Regions from separate parts of the Mus musculus genome. Here all the other regions are linked to region 2. The links are chromatin contacts, called in public Hi-C and promoter capture Hi-C maps. All regions are on one chromosome and are shown on one strand. The core of a region is the stretch at or near the end of the contact, and the rest is flanking DNA. Distances in the headings are between cores, read along the strand shown.

Region 1 (5,794 bases), core at 2,440-4,939, 70 kb after region 2:
ATTTATATAGGCCATTTGTGCTCAGACATAGATCTAGAAACTTCACTAAAGTCTGAACATTAGCAAAATTGTATCAATATTTTACTGAAATATTCGTACAAACAGGAAAACTTCCTTTGTAGATGAGTGAAAACGTCATGTAATCTTAGCACTTTGACTGTTTATGGGTTACTGCGTGAACAGTCACTATAATTTTAGTAAAAAAGAAGTTCATTTTTCCCAAGGATGAAAGCTATACCAGTCTATGGATATAGTCATGAATATTTAGAAAGCAGTTTGTCTATACGTCACTTAGGAAAACAACAGGAGGAAACTCCCCATTCAGAACCTGCGATTTCCCCATACATAGACCTCTAATCGGGATTACAATACCAAGTGTGCTGACTCCTAATAATTAGGTCTGAAATCCAATTAAACAAACAAACAAACAAACAAACAATAAAGCAGTTGATTACACCCAAAACAGCCATGCCAAGATTGCACCAGTAGGCATGTCTTGCTCTTGAGCTCAGTGTTCTAACACACAGGGTTCACAGATGGGTAAAACCATTGATTATGTTTGCCCACCAGCCTGCATAGCACCTCTGGGAGTCTGAATGTCGATAAAACTCTTTTTCTCTGCATGGTTGGTTGAGTCCACAAATATATAACTCAGTGATACAAAAGACTAGCCATTCTTCCATCTAAATCCTTCTTTCCCCAGCTCTCTAAATCTTTTTTTCATAGCTCAACTTAAGAGCACTTCTTCATTCTTTCCTGACTCTTCAGTATGTTAGAGATTTTATTGCTTCTTTTAATACCCAATATGTCTCCCTAACAATACTCATGGCATGTTTCCCTATAATGTTCATTGATATTGAAATTCACTCCTTTGGTGTACAGTTCTATGAGTTTTCACAAATGTGTAGCCCGTTAATGACTACTGCAGGAGGAAAGATAGCTGGATCAGCCCTCATTCCCAGAGAAGTTTCTTCATGCCCCCTTCCTGTATTCAGTCCCCCATCTCACTTCAATCCCTGGCAACCTTTATCATTTTGCCTTTTTCAGAATGTCAATCAAAAAGTAGGCAGCACTTGTGACATAGGCTTCTGTCATGCATCGTAATGTCACTGGCATTCATTCCTCTACTCTTTACTTTTTATTGTTGGGTAGGATTCTATCATGTGAAGAGACCCATGGCTTACTAATTCATGCTCTGCTATTATAAATATCCAGGTACAAAGTTTTATTTCTCTTGAATAAATGCCTAAGAATTAGATGGCTGGGTTACATGATAAGCACAGGTTTTTGTTTATTGAGCTATTCCTCAAAAATATTTTCCAAAGAGGCTAAATCACTTTACTGTCTCACCAGCAATGGATGGGACTCTTAGGAGCACTCGTTTTGCCGCTGTTGGTTACAGTCAGGTTTACACTCCATCTTTGTCTCAGCATTCTGATAGGTCTACTGGTGTGGAACTCGGACTTCAAGTAATATTTTCCCACAATAGCCCTTGTCAACTTTCTTTTTATATATTGATTTACCATGTATATTTTTTCTTTATTTTTTAACTTTGTTTTATTTTTTAAAATTTTACACATGAATATTGTATTTACATCATTTTTCTCCCTCTTTCTCCTCCCTCTATTTCCTCCTACGACCCCCTACTCCCTCTCAAATTCATATCATATGCTTCCTTAATTACAATTATTACATGCATACACATATATACATGCATACAATATACATATGCATGTGTAAAAACAAGTTTACACTGTATTCAGCTCACTTACTGTTGCTAACATTTCTATATGTTTAGGGCTGACTACTTGGTAATTGGATAACCAGCCAGGGGCCTTATCCCTGGGGAAGACAGATGCTTCCATATGCAGCAGTCATTAATTGCCTTTAGCTCTTCAATAAGGGGTGGGGCCTTTTGAGCTTTCCCCATCCTCATTGACATGTCAACTGGTGTCATTGTGCAGGTCTTGCTTAGGTGACCATATTGTTGCCACTTCTTTGTCATATATAGACAACACTCTCTCACTAAAGACTGGTCTTCTGGCTTTTACAGTCTTCTGCTCTCTCTCTTCTATGATGTCCCCTGGGCCTTAGGTGTAGGGGTTGAGTTGGAGATGTACTAACTGGGGGTGATCACCCCATAGCCAGCTGTTCCCGGTATATTGACCAGCTGTAGACTTCTGCAATAGTCTCTGTCTGATGAAAATAGAAGCTTCTTTGATGGGGCTTAGGGAATAAGTGAGAGCTCTGCTTCCCTGACCGATCATCCCACAGGGTTTGTGATCTAGTCTGGACCCAGAGATTGGATGTGGCCTGTGTATCAATGTCTGTGCCAGGGCTTGGTGGTAGATTCCTTTAGTCCCAGCAGTTGGGAGGAAGAGACAAGCACATCTCTGAGTCTGAGACCAGTGTGGTCTACATAGTAAGCTCAAGACCAGCTGGGGCTACATAGTGAGAACCTGTCTCCATCAGCACCACCACCACCCCCAAAAAGACAGAAAAGAAAGGAAAATGTCTATCCCTGTTTTTTGCTCATTTTATCAAAATAATAATAATAACAACTGAACTATTTAATTTCATACCACTGTTGTCTTAATCAGGATTTCTATTCCTGCACAAACATCATGACCAAGAAGCAAGTTGGGGAGGAAAGGGTTTATTCAGCTTACTCTTCCACATTGCTGTTCATCACAAAGAAAGTCAGGACTGGAACTCAAGCAGGTCAGGAAGCAGAAGCTGATGCAGAGGCCATGGAGGGATGTTACTTACTGGCTTGCTTCTCCTGGCTTGCTGTCTTCTCTCTTATAGAACCCAGGAATTATCAGCCCAGGGATGGCACCACCCACAAGGGGCCCTGCCCCCTTGATCACTAATTGAGAAAATGCCCCACAGCTAGATTTCATGGAGGCACTTCCTCAACTGAAGCTCCTTTCTCTGTGATAACTCCAGCTGTGTCAAGTTGACACAAAACCAGCCAATACAAGTGTTTTGAAAGTTTTTGTTTTAATACAAGATTTTCATCAACCATGATTTTACAAATATTTTCTCCTTGTTAGTAGCTCCTCACTTCAATTTTGTAAACTGTCTTTTGTAGAAAGGGTTTGTTTTGGTTTTTTTAAGCATTTATAAGATACAATTCATCGGGATTTTCTTTTACTATTTCTTGTCTCCGTCATGATATTTCTCTGTTTTCTTTTGAAAGATAGAATTCTATGTTTTACATGTGTTTCTATAAAATACTTTAATTTTGTAAAGTGTGAGGTATAGGATCAGATGGTTTGTGCTGGTATTTTTTGTTGTTGTTTTTCTTTTCTATAGCTCAGGAATTGTTTTGGCCCTTTTCATTGTACAAAATACCTTTTCTTGACTTTTGATACACATAATACACAGGCTTTGTTTAGGTTTTGGTTTTGGTTTGGTTTGTTTTTTCTAGGCAATGTCTCCTTATGTTGCCCTGGTTAGCCTGGAATTCCTTATGTAGACCACACTGGCCTCAAATTCACAGAAATTCACCTGCATCTGCTTCCCAAGTACTGAGATTAAAGGCATGTGCTGTATGCCTGGCTATAAAAGACACAAATGCAAAGTAATATATGGTCTGTCATGGTGAACATTCAGCATATACTATGAAAGAATTATAGAGCTTCCATCTTTGCTGATGCTGTTGCTACATGCTCTATTAATTGTCAAGAGGCTGCATCTTCTGATGTTATTGTTAGTGTAGTTGCTATAGCAACTGCATCTTGGATACCTTCCTTGATCTACTTGGAACTAATATTTTGCCACTAAAAATAACAGGCAGATACCTTTCAGATTTGTGCTGCAGACATTCCAACCATACAGTGTTATATATTTTGCCTCAACTATCATATGAACTTCAAAGAGCTTGTGGAACGAAAGAAACCTGTTGTGCTCATCCAAATATTTATAAATTTTGTTGCTTCTTTACCTTAAAATTTAGAGACTCTCCCACATTTTGACTGGCATGTCTTTTAGAGCAGATTAGCTAACTGTCCTTCACTGGAGAATTCCTGCTTCTAGTTACATTCAGCAAGGATATCTCTTGACTCTGGATATAGAAAACAGTGTTTTTTTTTTCTTGGCTTTATTTTGTTCCAATGAGTATTTTTTTTACCATTTTTAGTTTGTTGTTATTTAAGTAATTGTTTTGAGGCTGTTGCTTTTTTTTTTTTTTTTTTTGTATTCTAATCTGACTTCCTTTTTATCAGGGATCTTTCAAGATTGTTAGCATTTACAGTAAGATATATTTCTATTTCTGTGTATATGTGTGTCTGCATGTTTTGTGTATATGGTATACGTATAGTACTTGTGGGGGCCAGAAGATGGCATCAGAGCATTATTCATTCTTAATCTCTCCATTCCTCCATCCCTTTTATTAGCATTTTAAGAGCTGAATTCTTATTTGATGCTCCCCATCAGCCTTTCAATTACATTTTTTAAAAATCTTGCTATGTCTTGACTGTGCATTGGCTGTGCATTTCTAATCCTCCCCACAGCTAAGCATACATTCTCCTCTCCAACGTTCCTGAGTCAGTTTGCTAAATCAATATCTCATCTGTGCTACCCCAGACCCAATCAGATAAGTGACCCCTTGAGCCACTTTCCTGGATCCTTACACGCCACTGGGCCTTTAAGTTTCACCTTTCTGCTTCTCTGTCATGGTGATTCTCCTCTCTCAGTCTCTTGCCTGCATAATCTAAAAGTTAAGTCCCATCTCCCTGCCTAGCAATGGATACATGGCAATTCTTTGTTATCAATCAAAGCCAGCTGGGGGCAGGGACCCTCAGGTCTGGAAGCATGGCTTTCTGGGAGCCAAAATAAAACAAAGCATTAGAAATAATTCCCAAAATTTCACCTTTTCTGTTCAAATTTTTTAAAAAGGTTTTTCTCTCAGATACAAATTGAGCACAACCATAACAATTATGAAAGTTACAACGTATGTTATATTATTAACATCTAGTCCATCATATTTGTCAATTAGATAAAGTACTCTACTATTTATCCCAATTTAAAGAGTTTATAATCTGGGCTGGAGAGATGGCTCAGCAGTTAAGAGCACTGATTGCTTTTCCAAAGGTCCTGAGTTCAATTCCCAGCAACCACACAGTGGCTCATAACCATCTGTAATTGGCTCTAATGCCCTCTTCTGGTGTGTCTGAAGACAGCTACATTGTACTCATATACATAAGATAAATAAATAATTTTTAAAAGAGTTTATATTCTATATTTGAATTATGTTCTGACTTTTAACTTGTATAACTATCTAAAAATTATCTTCTCTATATTATCTTCCTCAATGCTAAGCAACTTAAGTTTGATTATGAGACTATAATTAGTCTTCAACCCCATCAGAAACCTGAGAACAAATTAAATATTACCTGAGTATATAGAAAACACAAAAACATAGCTTCCAAAACTTAACCAAATTTGCAGAAACAGCTGACTATCTTGACAGTCCCCCATTCCTCAAAATGTCTGAGCATGTCTTCAGCCTTCTGGCCCAGAACCATCTGATACCTTAAAATTAAGCAGGAACTATGAAGAACTTACTTGCTCTGTCTTGGCAGAACTAAACTGTTGACTATCCTGCATTGTGTGCCTTTCTTGGACAGTAGTTTTTTGTTTTTGTTTTTTGTTTTTGTCTGTAGATGAATAGGGTAATTTTTGTCCAATGGCAATCTGGTCATAACTGGAGCAACTCCATATGGAGGTTTTGATGCTCAATTTCTTTTTTTGAACCAAAAAAAAGGGTACTTTCAGGAGCAGACATATC
Region 2 (6,281 bases), core at 3,690-6,189:
CTTAGGAGTTCATGAGCATTCTGCTTCAGCTAACCCACTGTAGTGATCTCCAACCTCCCCTTCTTAGCCTATCCACATTCCCACGCATTGTTTATCTGCAAGAATTGTTGTCCAATTCCACATAGCTCCCACCAACCTGCAGTGTATTCTATTAAACAGTGGTATCCTTCTCTTTGACATCTGGGTTCTAATTGCCTTTGCCTTTTGTCCTTTCTAGTATCCCAGGATAGTTTCACAGGCTATTTCCTTCATTTAAAAGATTCTTACCTGTTCTGAATCTAACCTGCTGACAGATCTCTATTCACCCTGCAGATCATTATTTAAATATCACAATGTGTTCAACTGGAGAAAACCTTCCCTCTATACTCAGACCAGCTCAATTCTAATGGGTCACAGAGGGTCTGGTTAATGTTTCACTAGATTATAGACCCCTCAAAGGCCATTTCCATACTTCATTCTGAATCCAGTTTTGGGTTCAAGATTTCATTCTTTTATTACCACAATTTTGGTTTTTTGGCTAAAATGTAATTTTTAAAAATTTTATGGTGTAGGGGGGGCTGTCATGCACACACACAAAATGGGTGTAGGTGCCCTTGAAAACTAGAAGAGGGGATTGGGTCCTCTAGAATTAGAGATATGAATGGTTGTGACCAGCTGTGTGGGTGTTTAGAGGTCTCAGATTTGAGACCTGAATGGTTGTGACCAGGTGTGTGGGTGTTTAGAGGTCTCAGATTTGAGAAGAGCAGCCAGGCTCTTAACCCCTAAATTGTTTGTTTAAATCCGGTGTCTGTTCCCTAGGGAAGCAGACTGTTATGGGAAATAGAACATGGTCCTTGGTCCACATTTCAAAAGCTAGCTATACCACCAGCTATGTGGATGCATGATTTCCCTAGCCACTTCTTCACTGTGGTGGAAGGCACACTATGAAGATCCCGAAGTCCTGTCAAAAATCGTCTAGTGACCTAGCAACTAAGGACCCGAAGATCTTTCCCAGGTCCAGCGTTGTGTCACGATACACAAATGGTTGACATGACCACGAAAAATGCACAGCTGAGGTCCAGCAACAGGGCCTCTTGCCCGGGTTTGCCCCAGGCCTCAGCTTCATTCTCTATCAATCACTGAGCCACACATGTAGAAAGATGCAAAAATGCCATGACAGACAAGAGGCTCCGGGTTTGCTAGGGACATAGGAAAAGAGTCAGGCAGAATGATCATGGTGTGGTCTAAGTATCAACTAAGTGCAGGCATGTTCACACCTCAGCTCACTCTGCCCTGGATTTAAATCTGATTCTATAAAGGAAGAAGCTGAGGCTTGGTGCAAAAGTAACATTTATTTCCAGATGTAATTATCATCTTGGGGGTTTAAAGCTGAATATGCACATCCTTTCTAGTTCTTTCTGAACTCTGGCTGACTGATTCAATCTGACTTCTCTCAGCTTCTCACTGAATTGCTCTGCTTGGCCTCAAAACAACTCTGGTAATTTGTTCTAATCCTCTGGCTTTTTTTTTTTATTCTCAGGCTTCAAGTGCCTCTGGTGACCTGCACTGAACTGCATGAAATCATGAAGGAACTCATTGCACTGACTCCCCACTGACTGACCCCTCTCTGCACTGCTCTTAAATAGCTTCTCTTTCCTGTACTGTTCTCCTGTGAAACGGGCATATACTATCTGTGACTCTTCTTGTTAAATCTTACTCTGATTCATCGCTTAGTCTGCCCTTCAATTAGATGTCACTTTCAACCATGGCTGTTTCCTTCTACAAACTAATTTTACCTTAAAGGTGTGTACTAAGGGCATGTTTTTATTCTAGCCAGAGGGATTAAAGGTGTGTGGCGTGTCTGCATTCCAGCTTAATCACATAGACCTAGGTCTTTGGATGTGATCCATTGCCAAACCATGTTGCTTGATTAAAATTCCTCTACAGCTTGGGAGAGGTTCATGTCTCATTCATAGTCTCAAAGCATTTAACAAGTGAACACTGTTACCCAGGGCTTCATTTCTACACAGAATTTGCTTCTACCAGCCAGGACACTCCGTTCCAAGCAGGCCTCTCTACTCACTCTGGGTTCTCTGTAAGTGTACACTGAAAGTTCCAATCTTGACGAATCTTTAGAGTCAACTTGACCCTGATATATGTGGAAAGAACTAGGTAACAGTAATATTTGAGTACACTGTGTTTCAAGATTAATGAAACATTTGAAAATGAATTATTCATTTTGGAGTCCTTATTTTTTAAAAAAAGCTACATGCTGCTTGAGTGTAAAACTTAACTCTGAATTCTAAATAATACCAAAATGTTGGCTACAGAGGGTTTTTTTTATATTGTTTTGCTTTTTTAATGTATTAACTCATTTTTTAATGTGCTGCATTTGAATGAATTAATCATAGTTATTACCATTCTTTAATCCTAAATCCTGAAATGAGGGGTTAGATTTAGAAAAAAAGACAAGAAAAACTGTCCATTCCCTGGGATTTTGCCCCAGACCAAGGTCTGAAGTGAGGTGAGATTTAGACATTTCATACAAGGGATTCACCAGGACCTCTCAGCATGTGATTCACACACTGCCTGGCCTGCATCTCCAGAGCTGTCTTTAAGACCCCTTCCCAAGGCCTATGCATTTGAGTTCTCTGGGGATGCTGTCCAGGAGCCAGGATTTTCACAAGTGCTTCTAGATGCTCCCAAACCATTCCAGTGTATGTCCCGGCACTAGCTTTAAGAAGCTCCATATAATTCAGAGGCAACTAATGATCCCAAGTATGCACTGACTCACTTCCAGAATATACTAGTTTTCAAGGACCTTAAAGTGTTTAGATAAATACGAAAATAACCAGTTTATCTTAGCAACCCTAAATGTCAAGCATGCCCTATTTAACATGTGGGAAATCAAATACTGAAATACATCCATCATGCTCTCCCTAAGCCCAGGGAAGGGGTAACTTACTGTCTTACACTCAGAAGGAGAGCAACAGCTAACAATCCAATGACAAAGGAGAGTTTCAGCTGTATATCTTGACTAGCCAACCTCTGTGGCTAATTTCTGGTTAATTTTGTCTCATGTGGGAAGGGCACACTCTGCAAACCGAGAGTCTCAGCACGCTCCCAGAGGAGTAGGCTCTCTGACTCAACCACTAATTGCATGTTCAGGACACACTTATTCTTCAGTATAAACTCAAGGAAAGATTAATTTTATGATAACTTACTTCCTTTTCTTACTTATTTCCATCATGCCCCCCAAATATACTGTTGCATCCATTACTTATTAGAATTGAGGGAATAGGAGATTAATTCCAAAAAGAAAGCTATGAGCTGAAAAGCTTCTATGGCCAAACTAGCATCTCCTCTCTCTCACCAGCCTCTCAGGCTCTGTATTCGGTTTCCTGGGACTTACACAGGGAGGAGTTAGTTCACTGAAGCTGAGGATCACAGCCCAAAGCGTGGAGTGGATATGTATGCAGGTCTCCAGGTTTACTGAAGTCTCTCCGTTAGGTGAGCTCTGAGAATGTTATCACCTTGGAAACGCAACATCCTGCTTCCCAATGTACCAACAACAACAACAGCAAAAAAAAAAAAAAATCAAGTCCCACAAGAAAACAAGATTGGGAGCCTGTGTGGTGGCTCAGCATGTAAAAAGTACTTGTCACCAAGGTGCTTGTCACCAAGCCTGAGGACCTGGATTCAGTTCCTGGAATCCATGGGGATTAAGGAGAGAACCAACAAAGAGAACACGTTGCTCTCTGACCACACATGCTACTTTGAGTATGTACACACACACACACATTTTTAAAAATCTTTAAGAATATCAGGTTTGGTTACTCCCAAATCTAAGTCATAATTCAGCATGGTCAATGACAGCATCTTCAACTTGGCAGACCACAGACTGGTATACTTTGAGAAACAATTAAAAATCCCATTCTGCCCCCAAAATGAAATGACTTCACTTATCAAACTGGCCAGGATGTTACTAATGTACACTGTCACCATCTGGGTGGACAAAGAAGTGCCAGGTATCAAAGGACACTTGTGGAAATCTAATTGTAGGGGGAGGGTATAAAAGCTATAATCATAGAAGGCATTTTGAACCTTAAAATGAAACCGTTTGTTTTGATTCAAATGGCTGTGTTGTGTGTGTGTGTGTGTGTGTGTGTGTGAGAGAGAGAGAGAGAGAGAGAGAGAGAGAGAGAGAGACAGAGAGACAGAGAAGACAGAGACAGAGACAGATTTTCCAGTTCTGTCCCTTCCAAGATTAAACTTGTGTAACATGTAGTGTTAATGCATTGTTTGATGAAAGAGCCTGCGAATGAGACCAGATGTTTTTGCTTATTCTACCTGATAAATTCAGCAGACAACACTAATCAACTGATCCCCACGCCACCCTGGTCAGCTCTGTCTCAAGAAATTCAACCACCTTTTCTAGGGATGCCTACAGTGCGGTGCGAGTACTGTTCCAGGCTTCTGGGATGTCATTCCGCCCTAGCCAGGTTACAAACCTAGTGATCAGTCAGTCTGCCTTCTCTAGAAGCCAAACGCTAAAGTTCAACTCTGGAGCCACCGTGCTCGCTCTACAGGAGCGAACCCTGAACGCGCAGTGCCTCGCCAGGGTCCCTCCACCTGTCCGCGGTGCGCGGGACCCGGTGCCCACTCACTTTGCCGCTGTCGCTCACGCCGAGGAGGTGATCGCGAAGCACCTCCATGGGGCAGGTCCAGGTGGAGTGGACGAAAGTCCCTCGGAAGACGAGCGCCAGCGGCGGCGTCCGAGCCGCACACATGGCTGCAGCAGGGCAGCGCGAGTTCACTGGCCAAGGAGGGCGCACCGGGCGGGCGCAGAGCGGTTCCTGCGGCTGCGGAGCGGGAGCTGCTGGCTCTTGGGGCTCGTTCTGCCCCCGCTTCCCCAGGCGATCGCCTGCCCCCTGCAGGCCGCGCCCAGGGGCTGGCTCCCTGCCTCCTGGATGCCAATAGGATTTTTCTCCTCTGAGTTGGCTCCAGCTCCCTTGGGGTGTGGCTTTCCTCCCCACCCCTGCGTTGGTTTTGGATGTGTTAACTCCTTGAGTTATCGAAATCAAGCCACTCTGACTTGCTTTCGTTGTGCACCTACACTGTCTTCTCTGAGCCTTCTATACTCCTAGGACCGTTCATCCCCTCAACTTGAGCACCAGAATTCTGAACTTGCATAAACGTGGTGACAGGTGAAAGGTCACTTTGAGCTGTACACCTTGTGGCCAGTTTCCTTTCCTGAGATTGAAGGATGCATACTATGTGTTCATTGTTTGCTGGGGTTCTGGAAGCTTGACTTATGTGGAACTTTACAGGGATCTCCAGCACCAAGGGTTAATCTAGATCTCAAAGTCCCTCTCTTCCACCGAGGTCAATATTTTAGTCCTTTTGCCCATCCACATACAATACCACGACTAACTTGTCTTGTGTCTGAGGAAACTAATTTTATTTATTCAGTTGTAAAAGAGGAGAAAATGAAGTTCCCAGCAGCTGAAGTACAAGGGTAGAAATCTAAAGACCACCTGCAAGCTACCAAACAGTCTGAGGTCTTCCATTCCTTTCATGAAATCAGAACCTGGGCCAAGTCACTACAAAACCTGTCCAGGTTCCCTCCCCCCACAACAGCCTCCAGCTCCTCGAGTTAGGTCCTGCAGGCAGGACTTTCTGGTTACCTTCAAAGTGTGGATCCCAGGTTTCCTCTGCTGCTCCCCACAGCAATGGGCTTGCTCTGAATCTAAATGGGGCAGCCTCTCTTCATTGCTTTGCCTTAAGTTGTAACTCCATGCAGTAACTGCCCCTGCCCAAGAGCTAACTTCCCCCTATCCAGAAGTTCCCGTCCCAGGAATCCATCCTTTTCCTTCACTGGTCATATCCATCCTTAAGAGTGTCATTTTCTCCCATATGTTTATTACCATTTCTTTTTAATGTTAATATTTTATTCCTTTGATCATTTTTTACAATGTATTTTGATCATATTTACTCACTACCCCCACTCTTCCTACTAAATTCCCTCCAGATTGTGTCTTCTATATGCAGGAAAACTGCACCATGTGATCTCAATAACATAGTAGCCTACACGAGGCTACACCTGAGCACTAACATTAGCTGACAATCAAGCTTGGTATCGGGAAATCCCACAAGACCTCTCCAGATGAAGTGCTACAGGCAATTAATGAGGGCTGAGAAGGCGAGTCAGTCTTTGTCAGGGATGAGCCCTGTAATTAGATATCTAGTACCGAATGGTCACATCTATAAACATATCCTTATGAACAATACCAAATGGACTT
Region 3 (5,846 bases), core at 2,780-5,279, 76 kb before region 2:
TTGGCCCTGTAGATAAGGATGACTTCTTAGGTTCTAACCTCTTATTTTTAATGCCCCTGATCCCTCCCTGCCTTTTTGTTTTTTTAAATCAAATTCAACTTGGTTAGTCTACTTTTGTGTTTTGGCTGCAAGAATATGTTATAAATATAACACACATGATAACTTTTAATGCCTTCTAACCTTTTACAATGAAGTCCATCAAAAACTCTAAAGAAATTATTCAAATGGTATGGAATAGGCAGGACAACCTTCCTTCCTTCCTTCCTTCCTTCCTTCCTTCCTTCCTTCCTTCCTTCCTTCTCCCCCTTCCTCTCTCCCTCCCTCCCATCCCCTCTCTCTCTGTTTCTCTTTTCCTTTCTTCTACAGAGAGCAAACCATTCAAACATAAAGTGACAACTGGGATAGGCTTGGAACAGTGCCTATCCATAATTAGGAAAGTCAACCTACGTTATTAGGTGAGCGCAGCATTTCCAAGTGCAGGATATCTGGCCCTATGTGTGGGACACTCAAACAAGCATAGGTAACATTCATGAACACTTCACTTGGGGAACTAAAACACATATAAGTGCAGGGAGATCAAAGTACTCAAAGTACATGTAAACACTTCAACACCTTATTTTTATTAGAAGTAATTCAACTGGCAGCACATTATCAGGACTAATCTGAATCTCAACAGGATGGTGTTACATTACCACTGCTATTCCTGCTTCCAGAATTACATTTGCCTATATTACTGCATGTGAGTCTTAAGTTTAAATAAAAGCTGATGTTCAACATCAAAATGCACACCCTTCAAGAGGACAAGTGTGGGGTCTGTAAACCCTTTGGCAAGAGTCAAAACAGACAGCCTAAACAGTTGCCAGCCTCAGAGAGAAATGGGAGAGGGGAATCTGGCAGCTCATTTTGATATTTCTGATGTGCTAGCAATGCTGGACATGCAGACTAAAGCCAGGGGTTGGATTTACTCACCGATATCCCACAAAACAAATTCTCTCTCTCTCTCTCTCTCTCTCTCTCTCTCTCTCTCTCTCTCTCTCTCTCTCTCTCTCTCTTTCTCTCTCAAAATAAAACAAAGTACGACCTAAATGTGTACCATCTTGAGATATAATGTATACACACCAGATCTAAAAGTGCTTCTACCAGGAAAATAGATCTGGACAAGTTACTGCTGAGTTAGCATAGAGAACAGAAGAACTGTGTGTTCTTAGATGTGAGAACTAACTACTGCCTAATGGGTTTCTCTGTTATAAGATACAATGGAAACTCACCTAAACCCTAGGAGTGAAATATATGTTAATAAAACCTGTTCCTGGCCCTTGCTTGTTTATAGGAGGTGGAATTAATTAAGAAAAATGTAGTATTTAAGTAGAATACACATCACTGTTTCCTAAAGCTCTGCCACGTGGTTATGACCTGGTTTTAGTTCTAATATGAGAAGGGACACCATATACGTTAGAAAAGCTAAAAGGCCCTCTTTTGTTTAATATTCCTTGATGTCTAGTACAGGTAAGTCCTAGAAATATAAACATTAGATGGAATTTTTATATCCTTTTCACTATTCTAAGATTTTAATGCCAGAAAAATCTTCAAGAATTACAATGACAATTTGGTAAATTAAAACAAACGAACAAACAAACAAACACACACAGAGCTCTTTCAGTATACTGGCCTTGCAGAGCCTTATCCATAATGCTTTAGGGACTTGCACTTGGCTTTTAAGTTCTAGCACATTGATAGGAGGGTGAACTGTACAGCAATGATTATGCGTTGGGTAGATTCAGCATTGCAAAGAACCCTGTCCCCTCAGTGTCACCAACTCCGGGGAATATAGTACTTCCCCGATTTATGAAAACTCCAGTCTACAGAGCAGCAACACACAGGGCTTGTTTCTCATCTAATAAAACAGAAGCAACTGGAACACCTCACAGCCAGGAATCAAGATGACTTTGAAGTACACACACACACAAAAAAACACAACTATTTATGCCTTGCGGCTATGTGAATACTATCCCTAAGAGACTTTAAATCTTTAATACTCAACTTCTGCCGAACACTTTGAAGCATAGAACTATATTTGAAAAGCGTGTGGCATTCAGGTTCTGACATTCATCCCAAGAAGGGAAAGCATAACAATAACACATCCTGAAATGCAAATTTCACAAAGTGCAAATGTCCATAGACAATGTCGATCTAGAAGCATGTTTTAAATCCAGTAGGTTCTCCTTTTACGAGACTGTTCTCTATATTAAATTTCCAAGCACAACCAATGACTTTTCCAATGTCTTTTCAATGTCTAGCTTGTGCCCTCTCATAAAAATCTGCTCATTGGTCCATACTGGAGTTTCCTAATTTTCTTAGTCATTAGCACAGAGTGTCTAGCCACATAGGGAGATCTCCTCGTCCTGTATTTCCCTATATGGAAACGTTTTACTTCACTATTGGAAGCGCATTGCCAGCTGTTAACAATGTCTTCTGTGCGAGCACAATGCAAATCTAAACAGCCCAATGGGAGGCACTGTCATGAAATTACAATGCTCCCAGACTGGAGTGGAGAAGCAGCGCACTCCCTTCAAACAATTTACCAAGTGGGCACTGGAAGGAGACACAGGAACAGAAGTCATCCAAAGAACACGGTACTTTTTTGTAAATATACTTTCTGATTGGTCCCTGGGCACAAGGAAGATGGCGGAATCATGTCTTCCCAGGAGAATGTCGCAGATGTCCAAGGTCCTTACACTGAGCTGGAGAATGGAACGACCTGCTTTCCACCCACATAAACCTCCTCAATATTTCGGTCGTCTCCTGAAATTAAAACCAAAGAATCATTTGTACTGTGCTTTTTTTTTTTGGGGGGGGGGGTCAATGATTGCCTTAGTTTCCTTTAGATTTTAAGAAAGAAAAATAAAAACCTTTAAAAGAAGAAACACAAGCCCCCAAAGGTAGAAACTTTATTCCTCCCAGATCATTTACAGTCTCCTGGAGATGACTTGGTCAAGACATCCTAGCCAGTTGAGAATTGGGGTCTCCATTCTGTATCGGAGGCGAAAATCATAGGTAGCTCAATAATCTCCCATCGCTGACCTTTCTGCTGAAGGGGCTGGCTGGCATTTCCAGGCCTGGGTGAGAGGACATACTATATACTATCTATACCCCCAGCATCACCCTCAGCACGTTGAAATGAGCAACCTGGAGATGTGGCCTGGCAAAGCTTACCATCGCCCAGTGCTGAGCTCACTCAATAGTAGGCAGCGTAGGCTCTCCTGATTCAATTATGTCTCAGGGAATGACGCTCTGATTGTGACTCCAGTTCTGTCCCAGGATAAGGACGTTGTGGAACACAAGAGGAGCACAAGAAGACTTGACATCAAGCTCTCTCTCTGCCTCTACATCCCAGCTCAAGACTTATACATTCTTGGAATTATTAGGCATTGTGCCATAGCACGCAAGCTCAGTGCTGAGAACTGATTTTTTTTAATGAGTTAACACAAATTAACATGCATAGAGTTTAATGTGTGCCACCAAGAGTCTTGAACAAAGAAAATATTGTATTTAGCCCAGAAACATAAATATACCTACCTAGATAAAGAAACTTCTGGATAACAGCCTAAAAATAGAAAATAGAGGTGGTAAGAAATATGTCTTTGAACATTTAGAAGTAAAATTTATGGATAAATGCTGTTGGCAAAGTCCAGAAATTGAAATTTATTTCTCCATGACAAAATTTACATTTTAATAAAGAATGGTGTTATCAAAAACAAATGAATAAATGAAAACCTAAGCCCAGGGCAAGCAAACAACAATCAGCCTACCAGATATTAAGAAGTGCCTGCCCATTACTGGAGTTTGTTTGTTTGTTTGTTTATTGGTTTTTGAAACAGAGGCTCTCGACATAGTTCTAAAACCTGCTAAGTAGAGTAGGCTGGCCTCAACCTTAGATCTGTCTGTCTTTGCCTCCATAGTGCTGGGATTAAAGGAGTGTGCTACCATACCCTGCTTATTCCCGGAATATTCTTGACAGTCAACCTTAAAATTGTCAGAGGCAAAGTATTGCACAAAGCAAAGAAATCATTGCAAAAAGTGATGCAAGTGTGTCAAAAGGTGTATTACGGAAGAAAAACGATGAAATACAAAGCGTACTTCTCGGAAGTTTACTCTAATATAAGAATGAGAACCAGCAAAATAACCACGCTTGAAGACACTCTCCTACAAACAAAAGCAGGAAGGACATTTGGCATTTTCCTTCTCTCTGGAAGCAGGTCCTAACACCTACGGGGAGTTTCTGGCCTTTCCCTCAGTCAAATCCTAGGATGCTCCTGTGGGCGCTTGTAAAAGCAAGCGGATGAGATGTGTTCTCCCTACCCCAGGATCATCCCTGTCTTTGTCTTACACTTGAGGTCTTGCTAAGGCTCCCAATTTAAAATCTTTATATCAGACCATTTCTCCACAGCTCTCCATTCTCCGTCACACCCAGCAGAGGAACACTCAGGTTTATCGGGATCTTACTTCATTTATGATTTCTTGTACTATAGAAAACTTATATCTGCATGCTTTTCTCTGGCTAATAGGGATTGCCAGTTTCAACCTGAACCAACAGAGGGACAGACAGTTTGTCTTCCCTGAAACAACAAGGGAGACAAACTTCAAATAACCTGGTCACATAGTGAGACCTTGTCTAAAAACATAAACAATCAAAAAATCCTAAGCCAAAAAAAGATTTAAAAACAGGGCTGGAGAGATGGCTCAGCAGTTAAAGAGCACTGACTGCTCTTCCAGAGGACCTGAGCAACCATATGGTGGTTCACAACCATCTGTAACGGGATCTGATACCCTCTTCTGTCACGTCTGAAGACAGCTACAATATACTCAAATACATAAAATAAATAAATCTTTTTTAAAAAAAATTTAAAAACAACAAGACAAACAACAACAAAATCCAAGGATTAATTTCTCACAAAAAATAAATGAATACATCTTACTAAGAATGATTGGTTTAAAATAATCCCCTCCCACTCCCCCCCCCCAAAGGGCATTTTGTTTAACTTTTACTTACCTCAGAAATATCACCAACAAAATCCCCATAAAACAGATCAATGGGAGAGTCTGATGCTCTGGGGTTGATCAAGAGGGCATCAAATTCCTTGCCAACTTCAAAGTTTCCAATCTCGCTATCAAGCCCCAGGGCTACAAACAGACAGAAGTGACCATCAGTCAAAACTACCACAGACTCCTTCCTGTGTCCTTGTTTACATGGACAGACTCTGTCAACATATAACTAGACCCTCCAAAATTAGCACCTTACTCATGAAGCACCTTACTCGTGAAGCAGAAAAGTGCTCCCATCCCAACAGGACAGAAGATCTTTGCACAGACAATGAAGAAGAGGAAAGCAAATAGCTCTGTTCATGGCAGTGTCATAGTTCTGATGAGGTCTCCTCTTCAGCCCTGTCAGTGCGCTCCACTGAACCTTCAAAGCAGCAAGCTTGACACACCACCTACCTACTTCATTCCCCTCTTCTCCCCAACATTTCTAGACTTACCTTTTTGTTCCATGAAATAGTTGGTCATATTTATTTTCACTACACTAAACTGAACCTCACATTTAAAAAAAAAAACTGCAAAATTTTCAATACAAGTACACCCATCAAGAACCTGTAACTCAAGAGTCTCAGTTAACTTGAAAGGCACTCTGATTGCCCAAGAAGAATGGTTTCCTAAGCTAGGACAAAGGCCAATAAATGTCTTCTGGCTTCTCCCAGCTTCCAGCTATAATTCATGTCCATGGTTTCTGGATGCCAAGAAAGAACATGCCTCATTTTTAAAATTTATTAAAGAACTGCAGGTGTCTA
Region 4 (6,060 bases), core at 1,578-4,077, 96 kb before region 2:
ATATATTTCAAGAAGCAATACATAAGACAATACAAAGTTTAGATACTTACAAATGTAAAAGAGAAGGCTGTGAAACATCCATTGAATTCTCAGTTCCTGCAGAGTAACCTGCTTCAGTAGATTACAAGCAGCTCCACAGGGCCGGTTGTCTGTGCCTGTGCCTGTGCTTGCAGGCCATTTCAATACAGTGTAAAAGCAATTACAAGAATATTTTTGTGTTTGCATATAGAATAAAGTCTCCAGAGCTAAACTGTAGAGTCAGAGGACATGAGTACCTTTCATTTTTTGAAAACTGTTACATTCTCCTTCTCAGTTTATTCCCCTCCATGTCTTAGTAGTGACAAACAAGGGCAGTTATTTCATGCAAATGTGATGTGGGGTGTGTGTGGTGGGGGTGCTGGGGACTGAGCCCTTAGCTTCATACATACTACACAGTGTTTGATTACTGTGGTATATTGTATTGGGATTGAGACCGGAGACAAAGAGCAGAGGTGCATATTTAACATGCCAAAGGGGACCTGTCCTCCAGGTTCTCCCAGCATCCCTCAGTCCCTACCTTGCAACCTTCACCCTCTACCCTGAACTTTCTAGGCCCAAGGGTTAGGCTTCCCCTCCCCCAAGAGTCTCTTTCATAAATAATCCAGACATTTTAGCGATCTCTCTCTCTCTTTCTCTCTTTCTCCCCTCCCCTTTCCCCCTCTCCCTCTCCCTTCTCTCCCCTCTTTCTTCTCCCTTCTCTTCCCTCTCCCCCCTCTCCTTTCTCTCCTCTCCCTTCTGTCCTCTCTCTTTTCTGTCCCCTCTCCCCTTTCATCTCTTCCATCTCTCCCCTCTTGCTTTGTCCCCTCTCCCCTCTCCCTTATGTCCCTTCTCCCCTCTTCCCTCTCCCCCTTTCTCTTCTCTCCCTTCTCTCCCCTCTCCCTTCTGTCCCCTTTCCCCCCTCCCCTTTGTCCTCTCACCCCTCTCCCTCTCTCCCCTCTGCCCTCTCACCCTTTTCCCCTCTCACCCCTCTCCCTTGTCTCCCTCTCCCTTCTGCCCTTACCCCTTCCTCCCTCCCCCGCCCTTCCTCTCCTCCTTCTCTCTCCCCTCTATCTCCCCTCTCCTCTTTCTCTCTCCTCTCTCTTTCTCCTCCTCGTCCCCTCTGTCTCTATCCTCATGGAGACTTCCTTGGTCTTGTCCTTGGGACCAGTGAGCAGAGAGTGGGTTTCCCAATAAACCTGCCTTTCTGTATACTCTAATCTGGCTTGAATTGGGTCATGTCACCAACAGAGAAATAATTCATTATATTGAAAGGCCACATATAAGATTGATATTTTATGGGTTTGAAGAACTATAACCACAGTGGCGCCTGTTATTAGCAAAGATGAACAGCATTTCTTACAAAGAGTTCACCGCGTTTCTTCTGCGAATGCACGGCTCCTATCCTTTGACTGATTTTTAAAGGATAATTTAACATTTTCTGATATTTATGGATTTGATGAATTGAGGAAAATTACTCCATGATAGAAGCTGTACAATTTTTCCCCCAAATAACCAGAAGTTGTTCATATTTTTTGTGTTTCTGTTTGTTGAGACAGGATCACATTCTGTAGTTTAGGCTAACCTGGAACTTTATGTAGACCAGGATGGCCTCAAACTTTTGGTGACTCTCCTCTGCCTCAGTGTTCTGAGTGATAGAATGTATTTACGAGCCATTATGCCCAGCCACTTACAATTTTTTTAAAAATTACTTGAATTTTAACTTAATGTTAATATAATATTTTATGGACATTTCCAAATTGGCATAAAACTCTTACATGATTATTCTTTTGACGTGGTTTTCCTCATTTGGAAAAGGAGGGTTCACAACTTGGTGTATATTTTGCTTAACCAATTACACTACACTTAGACCAAATGGTAAAATCTGTGTGGGGGGGGGGCGGGGGTGTGTGTATGTGTTGTTGTTGTTTCTAGAATTGAACCTAGAACCTTGTACACAGTAGGCAACTATTTTACTATTTTGTTACAGCCTGTTATAACATATTTTTGTTTTATTTGTCAAGAATAAAACAGGGTCTTAATAAGACTGGTTGGGATCTTATGGCCTTCCTGTTCCTGCTTCCAAAAGAGCTGGGACTACATGAGTACGCTCTCATGCCCAGCATCAGAAAACATTTTGGCTAATATTTTTCTCCTTAAATATGCTGGCATGTTGCTATGATAACAATTAGAATGTCCTATGCCGAAGTCTCTGAGAGACTTTAGGGGAGTGGGCATGTTTGAAGCAAGCATATGGACCAGCTGACTGGGAAGACATTTTTTTTGTGGTAATTAGGTCTCCCTGCCCTCCCAGGGCACTGCTCTCAACTCCCAGTTGTCAACATCCCATGGACTACAGTCAACTATAACGAAGCCTGTGACTCTGCAGTATTCTACTTCCAACCCTAAAGGAGCCTGGCCTCCAAACCATGCCAGCAGCAGGTTGGGAACTGGGTTCTGTAACAGAGTCATCTACCTTTTCTTTAATCGTTATACAAGTAGAATGTCCTCTGATAGCTGTAGTGCATTTGGCACCTGGAAACTCTGCTAGCTACAGCAGAAGACCAGCCAGATATGAGTGCTGTCCCACTTTTGTCCCAGATTGGCACAGTAGGGGAGGACAAAGCCATGTTATGGAGTGGGATGGATCTTCTGTGAGCATGCCAAGGCCTGGTCATGAGGCACATTGCTGTGGAGGAAGCTAGAGAAGGACCCAGCCAATTAATTATGTCTTATGTTCAAACTCCATCTCATGTCCAGCTTGTCCTCAGTTTGAACTCAGTAACTGGAAAAACCACAGCTTGTTCCAGGAACCAAGACACCCCCAAGTTACAGCCACTCCACCCTTGATAAGGGGAAATGCCTAGTGTCATGCCCAGGACAAATGACTCATGTTATATTAAAGTTTATGGTGCTAGCTAAAATTTTATGCAAGCTATGCTTTCGGAAATGTCAACCAATCATGTAACTACCAAGTTGAAAAGCCCCTTACCCAGCTTAAACTGTATAAAAAGCAAGACTGATACCAGCTTAGCATCTTCCATACCCATGCACTGGAAAGGTTGGAGAGGCCTCAGCTCAACCTTGAATAAAGACTCTTTGCTTTTGCACACAAGTTAGACTCCTGGAGATCTTTGGCAGTCTGGGGGGGCTCTAAAGTCTGGGCATAACACTTAGTAGTCACACCCTTGGGTGAGCCTCACCTTCTGAGCTGTCCAAGTGTCTTCAGAAACAGAGATGCTTCATCTTATAGAGGTCCTGGAATGTCCCTGCATTTGACGCTCCTCTGCTTGTTGGCATTTAGTTAGTCTGGGTAGTACATAGCATTGAAGGGCCTCCAGAGGTACACAGAACCTTGGGTTCTAATGCTATACTAACAGTGTCTAAGTGTCTTAGACAATACTTCATGGATTGTAACTGACTGGGTCCTTCACTAGCCTCTCCACAGCAATGTGCCTCACAGTCAGGCCTTGGCATGCTCACAGAAGATCCATTCCATGGCCCAGCTTTGTCTTTCCCTACAGTGTCAAATGGGGCCTGTCTTCGTCAGGGTTTCTACTCCTGCACAAACATCATGACCAAGTTAGGGAGGAAAGCGTTTATTCAGCTTACACTTCCATACTGCTGTTCATCGCTTAAGGAAGTCAGGACTGGAACTCAAGCAGGTCAGGAAGCAGGAACTGATGCAGAGGCCATGGAGGGATGTTTCTTACTGGCTTGCTTCTCCTGGCTTGCTCAGCTTGCTTTCTTATAGAACCCAGGACTACCAGCCCAGGGATGGCACCACCCACAATGGGCCCTCCCACCCTTGATCACTAATTGAAAAAAAAAATGCCTTTACAGCTGAATCTCATGGAAGCATTTCTTCAAGGGAGGCTCCTTTCTCTGTGATAACTCCAGCTTATGTCAAGGTGACACACAAAACCAGTCAGTACAGGGTCAAATGTCCTCTTATCATTCATGTCTTGCTGACTGGGAAAATTTCTCCAGTCTTACAAGTAGTCTTTGGTTCATGGAGTCATCTTCAAAACAGTGACTGCTTTTACAAATGGACCTGGTCATTCCTCAGCTGAATTTGTCCTTACTAGTTACTTACTCTGTAAGTGGCATCTAGTGACCTTTGTATCTCTTCACTCCCCCAGGCTTCTATCATGAGTGACTAGTTCCTAGCACATTTACCACATGGAAGGGAGCAGGAGACCCCATCAGTCAAAGCTACAATGAGATCCTGAAGAACTAGGTAATTGCCACCTAAGCAAATGTATAAATTGGTTCTTTTTTTTATTTTAATATGTGTAGTGGTGTTTTGTCTGCATGTATATGCGTGCATCGCCTGAGTTCAGAGGCCAGAAGAGGGTGTTGGATCCCCTAGAACCGGAGTTACAGATGGTTGTGAGCTGTGCTAGGAATTGAACCTCGGCCCTCTGGAAAAGCAGCCAGGACTCCTAGCCACTGAGCCTTCTCTCCAGCCCCATAAATTTGTATCCTAAAAATATTTTTAAGTATGACATTTTATCAAGACACGAAGAGCAGAAGAGTTCACACATGCTTCGAGTGAGCTATGGTTTCTTTAGACTTCAATCATGTCATGTAAAATGGCCTGTAGTTTCATAAATGACACAACATGGAAAAACCTATGGTTGTTTATACTTTTTACTCAATGAGAACAACAGTTTTGTAGGGGGTGTGAATATTTATTTGCTTTTCTATGGATTTTTACCCTGTAGGCCAGTGGCTTTCAACCTTCCTAATGCTGTAACTCTTTAATACAATTCCTCACGCTGTGGTGAGCCCCCAACCGTAAACTTCATTGCTACGCCGTAACTGTAATTTCGCTACTGTAATTATGCCATGTCTTGAACCATAATGCAATATAATAATATTTGTGCATTTCAATGGTCTTAGGTGTGAAAGGGTTATTCAACCCCTTTGAAGAGGTCAAGACTCACAGGTTGAGAACCACTGCTATAGGAAAAGAAAATCCATCTACCAATGACTGTAGAATTATTCTGGAGGACATAGAATGTCTATCACTATAAAGCACCCACCTAAACCCAGAGATGATTTTATTCAACACTCTGACTCACTGCCATGGGATTTTGTTGGGTGCCTATCTTGGCACTGCATTCTGCTCACCATGCTGGTGGGGGTTATGTGGTTATATAAATCAGTTCAAAATACTCAAGTTGCCAGGTGCGACTCACCTCGCACAGTGCATGAGCCCGGAGAAGTGCTTGCACTGACTTTTCTGAACCTCGTCATTTATACTCTAGAATGGCAAAGGGCCCTCATCCCTTTAAACAGACTGCGTGCTTCAGTCAAGGTTTCAGTCAGAGCTTCCCAAGCACAAAGCCTGCACTTCTTCCCTGGCTCGAGTGTGGCCAGAAGCAACTTCCGCTGAATGCAAAACAAAACATAACAAAACAACAAAATAGCCAAATGCAGAAACAGAAAACACCAAGGCTCTATCAAATCTCTTAGGAACTCTAAGAGAGGAAACACCACAGAAATTGATAAAGACTCAAACTTTTCCTTAGGTTGCTCATTAAAGGCTATGACTGGATTTGACAGAGTTTAATTTGGAGTCTGTCCAAGATGATCAGGCCAGGGATCATTTTGCAGCGAGCAGCAGGTGCTCCTGTTCATGAAGGTGAACAGAGACTTCAGCTGTGACCAGCAGCCATTCCAGGGCCCGGCTTCCTCCTGTGTCTGGCTTCAGAGCGCACCACTTTAGTTCTCTTCCTATAGACAAGCCGTGCTGTCTCTGTCTCAGGACAGCCTGACAGCCTCTAGGGAAAAGATGTTCTGTGTATTCTGCACATTTCCATCTTTGAAAATCTGCTTTTGTTCTGAGGGTAAATCATTTCTTTTTCTGAGTGACAATGGCTGTATTTCCCAGCAAAGCTGTCATCATAAGGTGCTTTCAACTGCCTGTCCTTATTCCCACTTTAACCAGATCTAACTATTATGGAAGCACAAAGCTATCAAACAGTGTACTGAATTCATATACATTTACAATGACAGTGCACAGTAGGGACATGGCTA

What was found. Promoter capture Hi-C pulls out the DNA fragments that hold promoters and counts their contacts. A called contact is a pair of places that touch in the nucleus more often than the background predicts.
Region 1: a contact with region 2 is called in a Hi-C map of olfactory sensory neurons, with 2.7 times the contacts expected there. A contact is called at or near these places in 1 of 39 promoter capture datasets (neural stem cells), 1 of 484 Hi-C or Micro-C datasets (olfactory sensory neurons), 1 of 130 datasets of targeted methods (bone marrow-derived macrophages) and 1 of 9 other capture datasets (pancreatic islet).
Region 3: a contact with region 2 is called in a promoter capture Hi-C map of neutrophils, with 3 times the contacts expected there. A contact is called at or near these places in 6 of 39 promoter capture datasets (3T3-L1-derived adipocytes, the HPC-7 cell line, liver and 3 more), 11 of 484 Hi-C or Micro-C datasets (ECoMG-derived neutrophils, bone marrow-derived macrophages, brown adipocytes and 7 more), 4 of 130 datasets of targeted methods (bone marrow-derived macrophages, cardiomyocytes, embryonic fibroblasts and 1 more) and 3 of 9 other capture datasets (adipose tissue, liver and pancreatic islet).
Region 4: a contact with region 2 is called in a promoter capture Hi-C map of hematopoietic stem and progenitor cells, with 4 times the contacts expected there. A contact is called at or near these places in 9 of 39 promoter capture datasets (the 3T3-L1 cell line, 3T3-L1-derived adipocytes, the HPC-7 cell line and 6 more), 37 of 484 Hi-C or Micro-C datasets (the AML12 cell line, ECoMG-derived neutrophils, the G1E-ER4 cell line and 23 more), 9 of 130 datasets of targeted methods (the G1E-ER4 cell line, bone marrow-derived macrophages, cardiomyocytes and 5 more) and 4 of 9 other capture datasets (adipose tissue, liver, macrophages and 1 more).

Annotation. Positions count from the first base shown.
Region 1 is chr19:21,538,617-21,544,410 of GRCm38.p6, forward strand. No RefSeq gene overlaps it. Among named protein-coding and RNA genes, the nearest start is that of Gm38486, 55 kb to the right of the region's middle.
Region 2 is chr19:21,467,722-21,474,002 of GRCm38.p6, forward strand. It overlaps Gda (guanine deaminase), which reads right to left and starts at 4,940. Exons shown (of 14, transcript NM_010266.2): 1 at 4,647-4,940. The coding sequence starts at 4,769.
Region 3 is chr19:21,392,457-21,398,302 of GRCm38.p6, forward strand. Gda (guanine deaminase) reads right to left here. Exons shown (of 14, transcript NM_010266.2): 12 at 5,051-5,181; 13 at 3,577-3,604; 14 at 1-2,802. The coding sequence ends at 2,732. Among named protein-coding and RNA genes, the nearest start is that of Gda, 77 kb to the right of the region's middle.
Region 4 is chr19:21,374,249-21,380,308 of GRCm38.p6, forward strand. No RefSeq gene overlaps it. Among named protein-coding and RNA genes, the nearest start is that of Gda, 95 kb to the right of the region's middle.